Regions from separate parts of the Mus musculus genome. Here region 1 is linked to region 2. A link is a contact called in public HiChIP or PLAC-seq data. All regions are on one chromosome and are shown on one strand. Each heading gives the region's core, a stretch centred on a gene start, on an enhancer-like site or on the middle of the called end of the contact. The rest is flanking DNA. Distances are from core to core; before and after follow the strand shown. Region 1 has its middle 29 kb from the start of Lpp. Region 2 overlaps Gm31814 (a long non-coding RNA gene).

Region 1 (6,627 bases), core at 2,351-4,850, 180 kb after region 2:
GATGAATCCAACCTCTCTCTAAGTCTTATTTCCGTGGGTCTTGTGAAGTAGATTTTAAAATTACATCTCATTCTCCTACACAACACTGTGACTTTTATAGGACCAAAAGCAAGCAGGGTTTCCACAGGCCATGCACACAGGCTCACAATGTGTACTTGGCATGAGTTTATAAAATGAATAAAATTAGCATAAAATGCCATTTCCCCTTTTCCCATCCCTTATCAGACATTCAAAGATATTCAACATGTCCCTGACAGATATTTCTGTCAGGAAGACAGGAAGATTGTGACTTCTGCTTAAAATCTGCACCTCCGGTTCCACAAACACTCTGGTGGGGGATGCAAGCTGCTTCTGCTAGAGAAGGCTTGCCAGGAATTACTAGAAATGGGGTCCAGTTCTCCAGACCTATTAGCTCATCAGGATTGCTTCCTTCCTTCTGAAAGAACATTCTGTGCAATCTCTTGTCTCCTGTTCAGCATTAAAGAGAGGGTCCGCAAACCTCAGTTGCTGGACTCTGCAGGTAGAGGAGGGGTGATGGACCTAGCAATGGTTCCTGGACTGAGAAAATAAACACCTAGCCTCAGAGTGAGCTACCTGCCCACAGGCATACGTCAAGTTCCTAACACATGGAACAAGCTTGGAATCCCTGATCAAAACACATATGTACATGTATGATATTCAAAGAATATATGTGTGTGGGCATGTGTACATACATGTGTGCGTGTGCGTGTGTGTGTGTGTGTGTGTGTGTGTGTGTGTGTGTGTGTGTGTCTGTGCACATGTGCATGCAAGTGGAGGCCAGAAGATAACTTGCAGTTATCTCTCTTCTACATCTTGAGGCTTAGGGATTGAACTCAGGCCATCAATGCTGCCCTGGCACCCCCAGGTGTGAATTCCATTACATCCTCTGAGAACTGCATCTCCTGAGGTATCCTTAGTTAGCCCTTAGTTAGCCCACTCTTCCTAAGACCTTCACTGTGTGAGTCAGGCCAGCCTTGGCCTTTGGCTGACCCTTGCTGTTAGTCATAGCTGCATCCAAATGGGTGCTCTGTATGCCTTCTCCTCAACCCAGCAGCCAAACTTTCTGCTCACCCCAACTTCCCTTATTACTTCTGTTTCTGGGTAAACTATTCATCGCCCCATAGATTTGGTCACTTATTTGTTTCTTAGAGCAAATGTGTGTGTCACCACAAGAGCTGCAGGGGGTTGGGGATGGGGGGGAAAGTTATCAACCTGTGGTCTCAATCCCTTTTGAGGTCAAACAACCCTTTTACAGGGTAGAATAGAATTTACCACATTACGTGTGTGTGTGTGTGTGTGTGTGTGTGTGTGTGTGTGTGTGTGTGTGTGTTCAAAGGGATGCACATATGTACAGAGGTCATAGGATATCAGGTCTCCTGTTTGATCACTTTCTACTTTATTTTCGTAAGAGAGGGTCTCTCACTGAATATAAAGCTGGATTGACAGCCAGCAAAGCGCAGAAGTCCTCCTGTGTCCACCCCACAGAGTGCTTAAGTTATAGGGTACACCTAGGGGGGGGCTGGGGATTTGAACTCAGTTCCTCATGCATATACAGCAAGTGTTCTTACCTGCTAAGCCATCTCTCCAGTGAAGATTTGTCCTTTTAATGACACAAAACAATAAGCACAAAATGGTAGTTTTCTCCCTGTCCCTCATCCTCTCTCTTTGCCGTCCTCCCTATTCTCCTGAACCTCCCACACGAGGCTGCAGGAATTCATTGGCTGAAGAAAGGAACCCCTTATTTTATGAGCTTACCCATACAGCTCTCACCTAAGGGTGCTCTATTCTGTCCTGCCTCTCAGTTTTATGTTCAATAAGTGTCAGAACTGGGCCATCCGACATTGCTTTTTGAGAGTCTCTGGTCACAGTGATCCCAGAGTCCTTGTTAAGTCTGAGGTGAACACCTGTTTGCTGGGAAGGAATACTTCTGCGAGGCCCAGCATTTATAGTCACAAGCACCAGAGTTTACTGAGTGCCTGCTTATCCCATGTCAGAATTCTTTTTGTGATTGCTCACCACTTCAAGAAAATTTCCTTTTCTTTCTTGGGATTTTCCACAGGGTACTCTACCCCAAAGGTGAATTTTTTTCTATTTAGGAAATAGAAATATCCCATTTACGGATTTTTTTTTTAAAGTCACAGGTGCCATTTATAGAAGGAAAACTACTCCAAAGAGAAGATCCAACTTCCCAACATCTAATTGCCCTGTATGAACTAGGCTGACTCTCTAGGCTAAGAACAGAATGGCTTAAATGAACACAAGCAAAACGGAGTTTTGAAGCTGTGGTAAGAGTAGAAGTTCTTTAGAGAGAGGAGTGGGCACACAGACCAGGACTGCAGTAAGGCAGACGCTCTGCACATCCACTCTCCTGTTCCATTCATTCATTACTACAGGGGCTCTCAGGTCAACTGTGGGTCTCAATCCTTTTGAAGGTCAAACAACCTTTTCACAGGGGTCCCCTATGACCATCAGAAAACACAAATATTTACACGGTGATTCATAACAGTAGCAAATTAGTTATGAAGTAGCAACCTAATAATTATACAGTTGGAGGGGTCACCACATCATGAGGAGATGTATTAAAGGGTTGCAGCACTAGGAAGGTCATCCACCCAAGATGTTCTTAACATTCCCACTCAACAGGCTCCCAGACTCCTGGAGGTTGTTCCATCTTTAAAGGATATTGACTTTAAAGAAATGCCTTAAGTTGGTGAGGTTGAAAGGTCTGTCTCTCTGTAACCTTTACCACTGGTCAAGTTCTGGTCTCTGGGAGCTTGCTCAACCATGCTCCCCTTCTCTGCAAGACACACCAGGCCTTTGGCAATAACAGATATAACTGTTTAGGTTGCTTCAAAATAAAGAATACTAACAATCATGATGACATGGTTTTCAACTATCTCACTATAAGTTCTCCAAACTGTCAAGCAGGGTGTGAGACTTGGGGGATAAATGAATCCCATATGAGTGTGCATCCAGTGACAAGTGGCATTCCATATGCAGATAACAAGAGGTTTTATGTAGGGTAAGTAAAATGTTGTACAGAGAAAACTTAGAAATGATATAGTCTACAAAAAATTATTTTGCTACTACCACTGATTTACTATTACTACAGTAACAACAAATAACAGCTGATTTATTAAGTCAGATCATTCGCTGCTTGTCTCCTGGGAAGGCAGCTCTCTCTTGCTCTGAAAACCACGTTGTTGTGTATTCAGCCAGACCTGGTTCATACTGAGATCACTACACACTGCCATATCAGTATACAGAGTACCCTGCCTTCATTTCCCTAATTCTTGTCCTGTCCTGTTTGGTTGGGGCAATTACGTTTGTTTCTTTTATCTTATCTTGTTCCCTTGACCCTACTCAGATGCTTTTGGACTATGACTCAGCCACGAAAACCAGTATTTGCTATGCTTGGCTTCATATCAGAACCATCTTGGAAAAAAAAAATTTTTTTTTAGTATAGATATTTCTCCCGTGTCTCATTTTCGAGATTTTGAGTCATTCACTCTAGGGTGGGGCTAAGAGTCTGTATCCAAAACAAGCATCGTAAGTGGTTTTTATCAGTCAGGGAAGCAGGCTCCTCCCACCTGCTTTGGCAATCCAGGTACACACACAACCTCTTTGGCTTGGTTTCACCTGCAAGCTTGATAAGCATGATTTTTCTAGGGAATTTCCTGAAGACTAAGACTCTATGTAGGGAAAAGAATCAGTGGTGACTCAGGTCTTTTGCATGCTGTTAAGGTTTTCTTTCACACTTTAATTTTTCTTCATCCTATGGGAAAAATATAGATATCTATACTATAGGTGAGCTAGGCATATAGAATATCAAATATACAGAAATTACAAAGTGTCCAATTTCCTTTCTATTAGGCAGGATCTTGATTAAATCAGCAGTGTACAATCTGGCCAAAGACAATATCTGAACATAGAGCCCCCCAAAAGAGACTAAGTATATAATATATGCAAGTTAAAGCCTATTTACATCCTCTATGTAGCTAATATCCAACCTCTTAATTTCACAGGGAAGCTAAAGTGAATGAGGAGAGTTCTTCCAGGACCAGAAGGAGCCCTGTGCCTCCTTGTTCTGTCTCGTGACTCATGCATTTAGTAAATACATATTGAGAATAGTCTATGTGTTAGGCCAACATTATTGGAGGAGGATGAGACATAATCCTTTGTCTCTTGCCTGAGGCCCAGTGAGATAAGACCTATACCTGTGTGCAAATAACCATGCCAGGTGGGTGGGGATGAATAGAAAAGGAGCAATAATGAGTCATATAGTTTTTACATTCTAAAGAAACACATGCATCTTGCACATAAAAACATTAGTTAACCATGGTAGCAAAAAAAAAGAAATAAAGAAAAAGAAAGAAAAGGAAAAGAAAAGAAAAAAAAAACATGTGACTTATTAAATCCAAGTCTGCACTCATGTGATCCCTTCAGATATCATAGGGGAGGAACCTTTCCTCCATCTTTAACCCTCTGTGCAATATCACATACACCAGGATACTCACCTCTGGGGTCAGATTAATTTTCTTTCTCTTAAGTTCGGGGCATGTACGAGTACATTCGTGCTATTTCTAAAGACCCTTTCAAAAGTCTTAACTCTCTAAGGATTGATGTTCTTCAAACAGGTGTCTGTCGAAAGACGTTGCCCACATTACCAAGGCTGTGGTCTCATTGTTATGTACCACTTGCTACAGAGAGCCAGGGGTCACTTCTGTACACAGGCCCTCGGAAGCCCTGTGTTGAAGCTTCACCCTCATCGTTCTCAGAGGCAGGCATTTCCAAAAACAAAATGTCATCTTGTATCTGAGGTTCAAAACTTTATCGCCTCTGGTGAGACGGGATTCTGCTCACTTTCCATCATGAAGGTATGTAGCGTGCCCTGGAGTGCACACTGATGGATGTGCCTGTTGGTCTTACGGCACATTAAAAAGCATCTCCTTAAACTATGATTCACACTTTCCCTTTCAGCCTTTCTGGAGAGTTTTGTTCATGAATCAAATGAGGAGGCTGATTGCGCTACTATTTTAAAAGAGCCAATTAAAAAAGTTCATTAAGCGATACTGGAGGGCTTTAGTGAAGATTGTGGAAGTACACAGCTATACACAAAATTAACAAGCTGGAAGCTGCAACTGGATCTGAGGGTAGAATGTGTTCACTGTTACAAAGCTCGTCTTTTAGAGGATAATTGTGTTCTCCTCTAGAGGACAGAAGTGGGTTGTTAGAAGGGACCATATTAAGATATAGAACAGTACTAGATGTTCACTGACAAAGGTTTATGATTGTCTCTTTAGAAGAAAAAAGAAAGCTGGACTTGAATCACACAAGTAGGGCTTGACCAATCGTATTCTAGGACTTTGACTCTTTAATGAGCAAGGATCAGGGGCCAAAAGGTAAGACAATCGAAGTTCAAAGCAACTGCAGTGGACCAGATTTCTCCTGACATATGACCTTGAATGCAGATCTTTGTCTCCTGTCTAAGCCCATTCTTTTGGTCGTATAAGTGGTCTCAACTAACCCTCTTTGAATGAAAAAACAGAGTCCATTTTGGTGCTTGCAACCAATGACCCTGAAAGAAGGTGATTTGTCCTGTAAAATGTGCAGGACAAATGGGCTTTATTTAAGTGTCAGAAAGATAAATGGTTTTGTTGTTTTTTTCTTTTTCTTTTTGGAGACAGGGTCACTAGTGCAGGCTATATAGCCAAGGAGATTAAGATAATCTTAAATCTCTCATTTGCCTGCCTCTAGCCCCTGATTACTGGGATTATAGGTTCGGCTACAATGCCCAGTTTATGAGGAAGGTAGAGTTTGAATTCTGGGCTTTACGCATGCTAGACAAGCACTCTAACAACTGGGTTAAATCCCTAGTCTCCTACCCACCTGTAAACATTTTCTACTGGATTATAGAAAGATGGTGTTTATAGTATTATGTTCCAACTACATACTGTTCAAGAATGGGACAGCTCGCTACACAAATGCTACAAACTTCTGCTCATCAGAAAAGGTGAAACAAACAAGAAGTAACCATTTGTCAGAGACACTCTTGGGGTGATTTCTGATTCCGGCCAAAGAAAGGACCAGAAATCAGACATCAAGCATTAATTAGATAGTCAAGTACTACAGACCAATACTCTCTAGTCCTCTGGCTATGCATCATCAAAGGCTCGGAGGTGAAAGAAGTCTTGGGTCACTAGCCATCTGCCTGTTGAAGAGCAGGCCAAGTGGACCACATCCCACACCATGACTTAGGGGCTGCTCTGGAAGGGAATCTCATGATGCCTAACACTAAGCTCTTTCCAGCTGGCTCCCATCACCTTCCCTATCACCTCCAGTCCCACGTGGCAAGCTGCTATCTTCTCAGCAAAAGCCTGAGGAGGGCTCTGCTCACACCCTCCGAGAGGTGTCTGTGACGCTCCTGTGTGGGGGAAGCTCTCACACAGTAGTTCTTGCTTATGCCAAAAACACCCTGGGAATAAATAAAGCCCCTCCCTATTCTAACACCTTCTAATCATACCAAAAATGCACGCGAACAGAACAGGAAAAGCTTGAAAATAAAACTAAAGGAGATAGGGATTCTCTGCTATTGAAAGAAATTCC
Region 2 (6,462 bases), core at 393-2,892:
GGGGGGGTTGGAGAAGTGTCTCATGCTGCAAGACTGGCTGACAGGAAGCTCTCAGGACACCTGTGCAGTTGCACCAGAGTAGGTTGTGTCTTTGGTGCTCAAAGCAAGGGGAAGAGGCAGCTGTTAAGCCCTGGGCTGCTACATTCCTTACCTCAAGTCCCTATCGTCTGTCAATATTCCAGACTCTGAGCCCACACTCACCTAACTCCACAGGTCAGCTTCCTGTCCTTTTTCCGAAGTCCTCAAGCCCCGTTGGCTTTAACTCCCCAAGCCCCTTCATTCAACCCAAATTATAGGGTTATTCTTTCCTCCCCATGAAGAGTATCTCATCTGTATCCCTCCATCAAAATCCAGCCTGACCCTTTCCTTTCTGGTGGTTCAGAGAAAGTTACTTAACCTCCTCGGGGCCTCACTTTCTTCATTTACAAAATGGGGTTATCTCAGAGGATGAAGAGGAAGCAAGATAAATACCAATCATAGAGCACAGTATCTCCAGTGCAGGATGCTCCCAATTCTGCGCCCCCCCCCCCCCAGGGCTGAGGTTACATGTGTGGAACACTGTGCCTTGCTTTTTTATGTGGCTGCGAGGGATCCAAACTTGGAGCCTTGTGATTGTATAGTAGGCAGTTCATCAGCAGAGTCATCTCCCTAGCTCTGTGTTTCTTTTGAAGGCTTGTTTTTGTTTCTTGGTTTGCTTGGTTATTTTATGTCTTGTGACCATTCCGATATTCAGCAGGAAATTTCAGTGACTTTTTTTACTTATCCTGATTTTCTCTCCTTGTGTAAGGACTGCAGCAGCCCAATTTCTGGATCCTTCACCCCATCTAAGGGCTTGGGCACTCCCACACATTTTACATTATTTAGAGGTTTCTCTGGACGCTGGAATGAAAGCTTAGAGCAGTGGTTCTCAACCTTCCCAATGCTTTGACCTTTTAATGCAGTTTCTCATGTCATGGTGACCCCCAACCATAAAATTGTTTTTGTTTCTACTTCATAACTATGAGTTTGCTACTGTTATGAATCACAGTGGAAATGTCTAATGTTCGACCCCTGTGGCGTCTCGACCCACAGGTTGAGAACCACTGACTTAGAGGAATTTAGTAACAACAGTGACTTCTGTGGAGGACTTGGAGGAGAGGAGGTCCCCCTTCAGAGATGGCATAGATAGAGCAACTTGCTATAGAGCATCTCTGCCTCCTTGGATACCCAAGGGACCAAGTAGTCAATTTAGTGAACTTGACCCTCATGTCCCAACACACAAAAGCCAGAGCTAGTGTTCTTTTTGACCAGGAAGTTTAAGGGTTCAAGTTCAAGAGAGAAAGTACATTTATCACTGAGAGTCTGGTTGGAGATGGGGGAAGAGCATATCAGATATTTACTTTCTAAGAATGGATGGAAATGATCAGTGTTTGTAATCTGAGGAAATTCTCCTTCAAGTAAACCGAACTCCATAGCATGGGAGGCATAAACTCGGGTGAGTTCTAGATTTCTTATTCATTTGACCTACATACAGTTGTCTCTGCCCAAGACAAACATTTTTGAAAATTCCTAGGTTGCCATCATTGCCAGAGCTTAGAGTCCAGTCATAGAACTCTGTTACTCTGGGGTCTGAGTCAGTTCACAGTCACTATCCCACTGCATTCCAGTCTGAAAAGACACACGCTAAAAGGGGTCTGGATCTGAAAGAAGCCCCAGGCATCATCTAGCCTGCTTCAACACTAGCCCAGAAAGGAAGGGTCACCCCAGCAGACAGTGACAGAACCAGGCCTGGAATGCAGCTCTTTGGCTCTGAGTCTATGCACTTTCCACTCCCCCTAAATGGCCCCAATGGCTGTCAATCCAAGGACATAACCCTTGGAGAAAAGAGGTTGTGAAATGCTTCCACTTGAAGCCCAGGGCTGGCTGCAGGCCCGGGTGCTTCTCTATCAGCCTCCCAACCTAGTCTGAACTCAGATCCCAACCTGCTGGGATTGGATTAACCCTCCTCCTCCATAAGAGCCAGCCCTGCCTTGCCCGTCATCCTTAGAACACTTGCCACTCACACTTACCCACAGCACCACTGAGCCAGAGCCTTTGCAGCCTGGCTGGTCATTGTCTCTCATAACTGCTTACCAACTCTGAAAAACTCTAGCCCAGATGTTTGCTGACATCCCAAGCTGAAGAGCCAGGTTTTTAGTTTCTCCTATTCCCTTGAAGAAGTTACTAGAGATCTTTAAGGATTTGGGTTCTCTGACTCTAGATCATCAGTTCTGTGTGCCCCAGACTGGTGATTGCTCCCACTTGAAGGCAGGTGACACTGGAAAGTACTGGGAAAGAAAAGGGAAGATGATATTTGGCCTCCACCAATCTTCCCTCCACCCATTCCCAGGGCTCCTACAGCTTTCCTCTCACCCACCTGGCTATTTCATTATCTCTTGGGTTTGTTCTATAGCTTTATAGTTTAAAATTCTTTAACATTTCTCATTGAAAGTGATATTCAACACTTCACTGGGGGATAGATGGGACAGATTTTTAAAGTAGAGAAGAGGCGATTATATGTATTTATATTTATATCTGGATGTATATCAACAAAGGTTACACAGAAAGCAGTATAATAGGGGGTGGCATCAGGTAAAGGCACTTGCCACCATGAAAGGACTGACTCCTACAAGCTGTCCACTGTCCTGTACAAGCGCAGGAAGGCACATGTACGTATACACACACACACACACACACACACACACACACACACACACACACACACAAGCACATTCATCAGTTAATTTAAAACTTTTAAAGACAGCAGTATAGTCCAACTGACTCCATGCTCAGAGCCCCTGTGATCTTTTTTTTATTATCCATCTTGCATGTCTAATTAAATAAAAAGCTTTCTATAATACTATTGTTCTCAGATGACTTGTCCATTCACAGACGCTCGGCAACTCCTAAACACCCAACAGTTAAAACTGCAGCCATTCATTTGGAGTCTCCTTGCATTCATTTACAATGGTGGCTTTGAAATGTCCTCCTGACATTATTTGTACTGCTTCAGCCTTTAGGGGTTGTTTGAACCCCCACAACATGCATTTAAGCCTCTGGAGTATTGCCCTGGGTTTACACCTCAACACATTACAAAATGCTTTCTCCTGGAAAAAAAAAACAAAAACAAAAACATTTCTGGATTCACCCTGGCTCATAGTGATTCTTCCTCCTGACATTCCAATGCTTGAATCTGCCACAACACTCACTCTCTGGACCTTCAGTGCAAAGGAACATCAGGAAGGCATGCAAACTGCCTCCGCAGGCTGGTCTGGTTTGCTTTCATCAACTGGACACCAAGTAGAGTCACCCAGAAAGAGGGACTCTCACTTGAGATTTCCTTCCATCAGACTGACCTGTGGGTATATACCCGTGAGACATGTTCTTGATTAATGATGACTATGAGATGACTTGGTACACTGTGGGAGGTGCCATACCGGGATACATGGTCCTGAGTTGTGTAAGAAAGCAGGTTTAAACCACACTAAATCCTAGTGCTGAGAAGGGGAAGTAGATGCAGAGCCCCGCCCCTAAGAAGTTATTTGGGATTGATTGTCAGCTTCTGGGAAAGAGAAAGTCCATTTTCTCCAATGGAGTGTCACTGGATCTACCAACCACAGCCCAGGGCAGGTCCCATGCCCAGGAATAGTGTACTAACACTAAACAAACTCCTTGTTTGTGGGTTGGTTTTTTCATATCTTTTAGTGGCTTTGTTTTGATCATTGGGAAATTTGTTTCTTTGTTGTTGTTGTTGGTGGTGGTGGTGGCTTTTTTCTTTAAAGAGAGAAAGAAAGAACATAAAGTTAGGTAAATAGGGTGAGCCTTCAGGAAGAGCAAGGGTTGAGAGGGAGGAGTTTGGGGCTTAGGAACAGCCAGCTTCTTGCTCTGGGGTCCATCTCTGCCTCTGAGATAGTCCGAAGAACATGTGCCACCCACATTAGTTCTATGTGTTTACTCATCCTTTGAAGTGACTAATTAAATTCCACATGCTTAAGACATATAGCATGATGTTTTGATATCAGTACACATTATGGAATGACTAAATCAAACTAATTAATGTATGAATCACCTTATCATTTTTATAATGCTGAAAAGAAATTCTTTGGAATTTTTTTAAGAGGACAATATATTATTATCCTATATTATCTCTGCTCACCATGTGCAATAATATTCTCCATTTTCTCTGTGTAACTGAAATTCTGCATTCTTTTTACCAGTCTCCTCAGTCCATTCCATAACCTCTAGAATGACCATTCTCCTTGCTACTATGGTTCAGTTTTTTTGAGCCTGTAAATGCCATATTGTTTCTTTGGGGTTCAGGGCTCGCATCATGGACAGGCTGCAGAGGGCCATGTAGCCCTAACACTTTTATACCCTCCCTTCATTTACCACCCCCACCAACTCTAAATCAGCCAAGATATTTTAAACCTTGTTTTGATCTTCTTTGCATATCAGTTACACTATTTCTGAGGGTGTTTATTTTTATTTTTTTTTCCGGTGGTGAGCACATTGCTTTGAGCCCTTTTTGTAGCACGTTTCCACTTCCTCTCACTTTCCCGCATGCCTCTGTGACCTCTAGGCATGTGGCTCAGAGCAGGCTAGATGATTTTCATAGGGCTGGGAGCTTTGCTGTAGCCTGGGGACATAGGTTCTTCCGCCTCTGGTGTCCCATCGCTCCTGACATCTGCAGAGATGAGATGAAATTTCAGTTGTTTCCTTTGCCCTATCTCCCGAGGAATCAGCTCTCATCCCCAGTCAGAGAGAGGGGAAAGGCAGTGAACTGCACAGAACAGAGGCCAGGGATAGCTCTGATAGTAATTTGGAGAAAAATCCTCATCCTGTTTAGGTTGAACTTAAAATTCCCAAAGCTCCTGTTTCTTTGTTTCCAGCATACTTACGAGCATAAGAACTTGGCTGGATCAGCCGGGCGTGGTGGCGCACGCCTTTAATCCCAGCACTCGGGAGGCAGAGGCAGGCAGATTTCTGAGTTCAAGGCCAGCCTGGTCTACAAAGTGAGTTCCAGGACTGCAAGGGCTATACAGGGAAACCCTGTCACGAAAAACCAAACAACCAAACAAACAAACATTTACTGACTTACTGGATCAATAGCAAAGTAACGATGAACTAAGGGACTAGAACCAATGCATTAGAGATATTGGAGGATTGAGCAAGCATTAAGAGGTGTTTGTTAAGGGTTTTTTGGTTTGTTTGTTTTTTAACTGAGTTATCCCTTTCTGAGAGTGTCCTGTGTTCTTTGACTCATAGGACATACGTATTAAGCCCTGTGAGTGAGTTGCACTGTGACTGAGCCACGCACTCCCACATTCTTCATACAAAAGCATACTCAATTAGTCAGCTAGTAATATTATTTGTCCAGTACTCACACTTGTTCTCACTGGTTACAAACCTACCTACTGATGTGAACTGTGTTGGGCATTTATTTTGAAAGCCCTAGCTTTAATGGTCACAATTCCTTAACTATCCAGAAAAACAAAGGCATCCTGGCCTGTTAGAAACTAAGTTTCAGAGTGGAAAAACAGGTAAGAGGGGCCTGCTGAAGCCAGATGGTGAGATTCAGATAGAAACCTCCATTTGCCTCCTGTGCAGTTTGGGACAAGTTGAAGTCTTTGAAATGGAAACAAAGCTGTTCGTTAGACCTGCATATCACTGCAAGAGATAACTCTCCTCGTCAGCGCTAAGTGCTCCACACAGCTAGCTCGGCTATCACCGTGTTAGACAGGAAATTAAAGGTCATTTTGTCCTGTCCTCTCACTTGAAAGAAGAGGAAACTTTGACTATGGTTGTGCCACCCAGATGGTTCATAGCTGCGCTGACTAGAACTTTGACTTTGATTTTGGGGCAATGTCTCTGTCTGTAGCCCAGGTTTGCCACAAATTTGCAGCAAGTCTCCTGCCTCACTGTCTCTAGCATCTTTTTCTTTTTCTTTTCTTTTTCTTTTTTTTTTTTTTTTTTTTTTTTGGGGGTGGGGGAGGTTTCAAGACAGGGTTTCTCTGTATAGCCCTGGCTGTCCTGGAACTCACTTTGTGGACCAGGCTGGCCTTGAACCCAGAAATCCGCCTGCCTCTGCCTCCCAAGTGCTGGGATTAAAGGCATGCACCACCACCGCCAGGCTTTTTTTTTTTTTTTTTTAACCATTTTCTTAATAAAAAGCAATGGGTTCCTGAATTTTCAGGATGGTCTTCCCTTCCCAGAACATATTTAGGAGATGTGGATGCTCCTATTTGCTTTAAGTTAGTACAGTATTTGCCTGTAGTGGCTTGAAAAAGATGACGGCTCCATCTGTCTTGTGTTTTAAGTGCAGATTCAGGGCCCTGATTCTTTGGTTTGAGAAGACGTGAGGATGAGTAAAGTTCTGGGAAAGTACACCAGCATCAAGCCTTCCTTTTGCTGTTGAACAGGCCGGTGTACTTTCCCAGAACTGAA

Evidence for each region. HiChIP or PLAC-seq counts read pairs in DNA pulled down with a chosen protein or histone mark.
Region 1: a CTCF HiChIP or PLAC-seq map of the NIH/3T3 cell line shows a contact between it and region 2, with 8 read pairs. The contact joins two enhancer-like sites. A contact is called at or near these places in 1 of 15 datasets of contacts at CTCF or cohesin (the NIH/3T3 cell line) and 2 of 115 datasets of contacts at active chromatin or transcription factors (bone marrow-derived macrophages and pancreatic cancer cells).

The regions. Positions count from the first base shown.
Region 1 is chr16:24,360,876-24,367,502 of GRCm38.p6, forward strand. No RefSeq gene overlaps it. Among named protein-coding and RNA genes, the nearest start is that of Lpp, 29 kb to the right of the region's middle. Within about 2 kb of position 3,601, at least 29 of the 459 cell types and tissues checked have an H3K27ac peak or open chromatin away from gene starts, as enhancers often do. A contact at or near this core is called in the NIH/3T3 cell line, where this site is marked.
Region 2 is chr16:24,181,584-24,188,045 of GRCm38.p6, forward strand. It overlaps Gm31814 (a long non-coding RNA gene), which reads right to left. Exons shown (of 3, transcript XR_003951916.1): 3 at 4,474-4,702. Among named protein-coding and RNA genes, the nearest start is that of Gm32126, 25 kb to the left of the region's middle. Within about 2 kb of position 1,643, at least 52 of the 459 cell types and tissues checked have an H3K27ac peak or open chromatin away from gene starts, as enhancers often do. A contact at or near this core is called in the NIH/3T3 cell line, where this site is marked.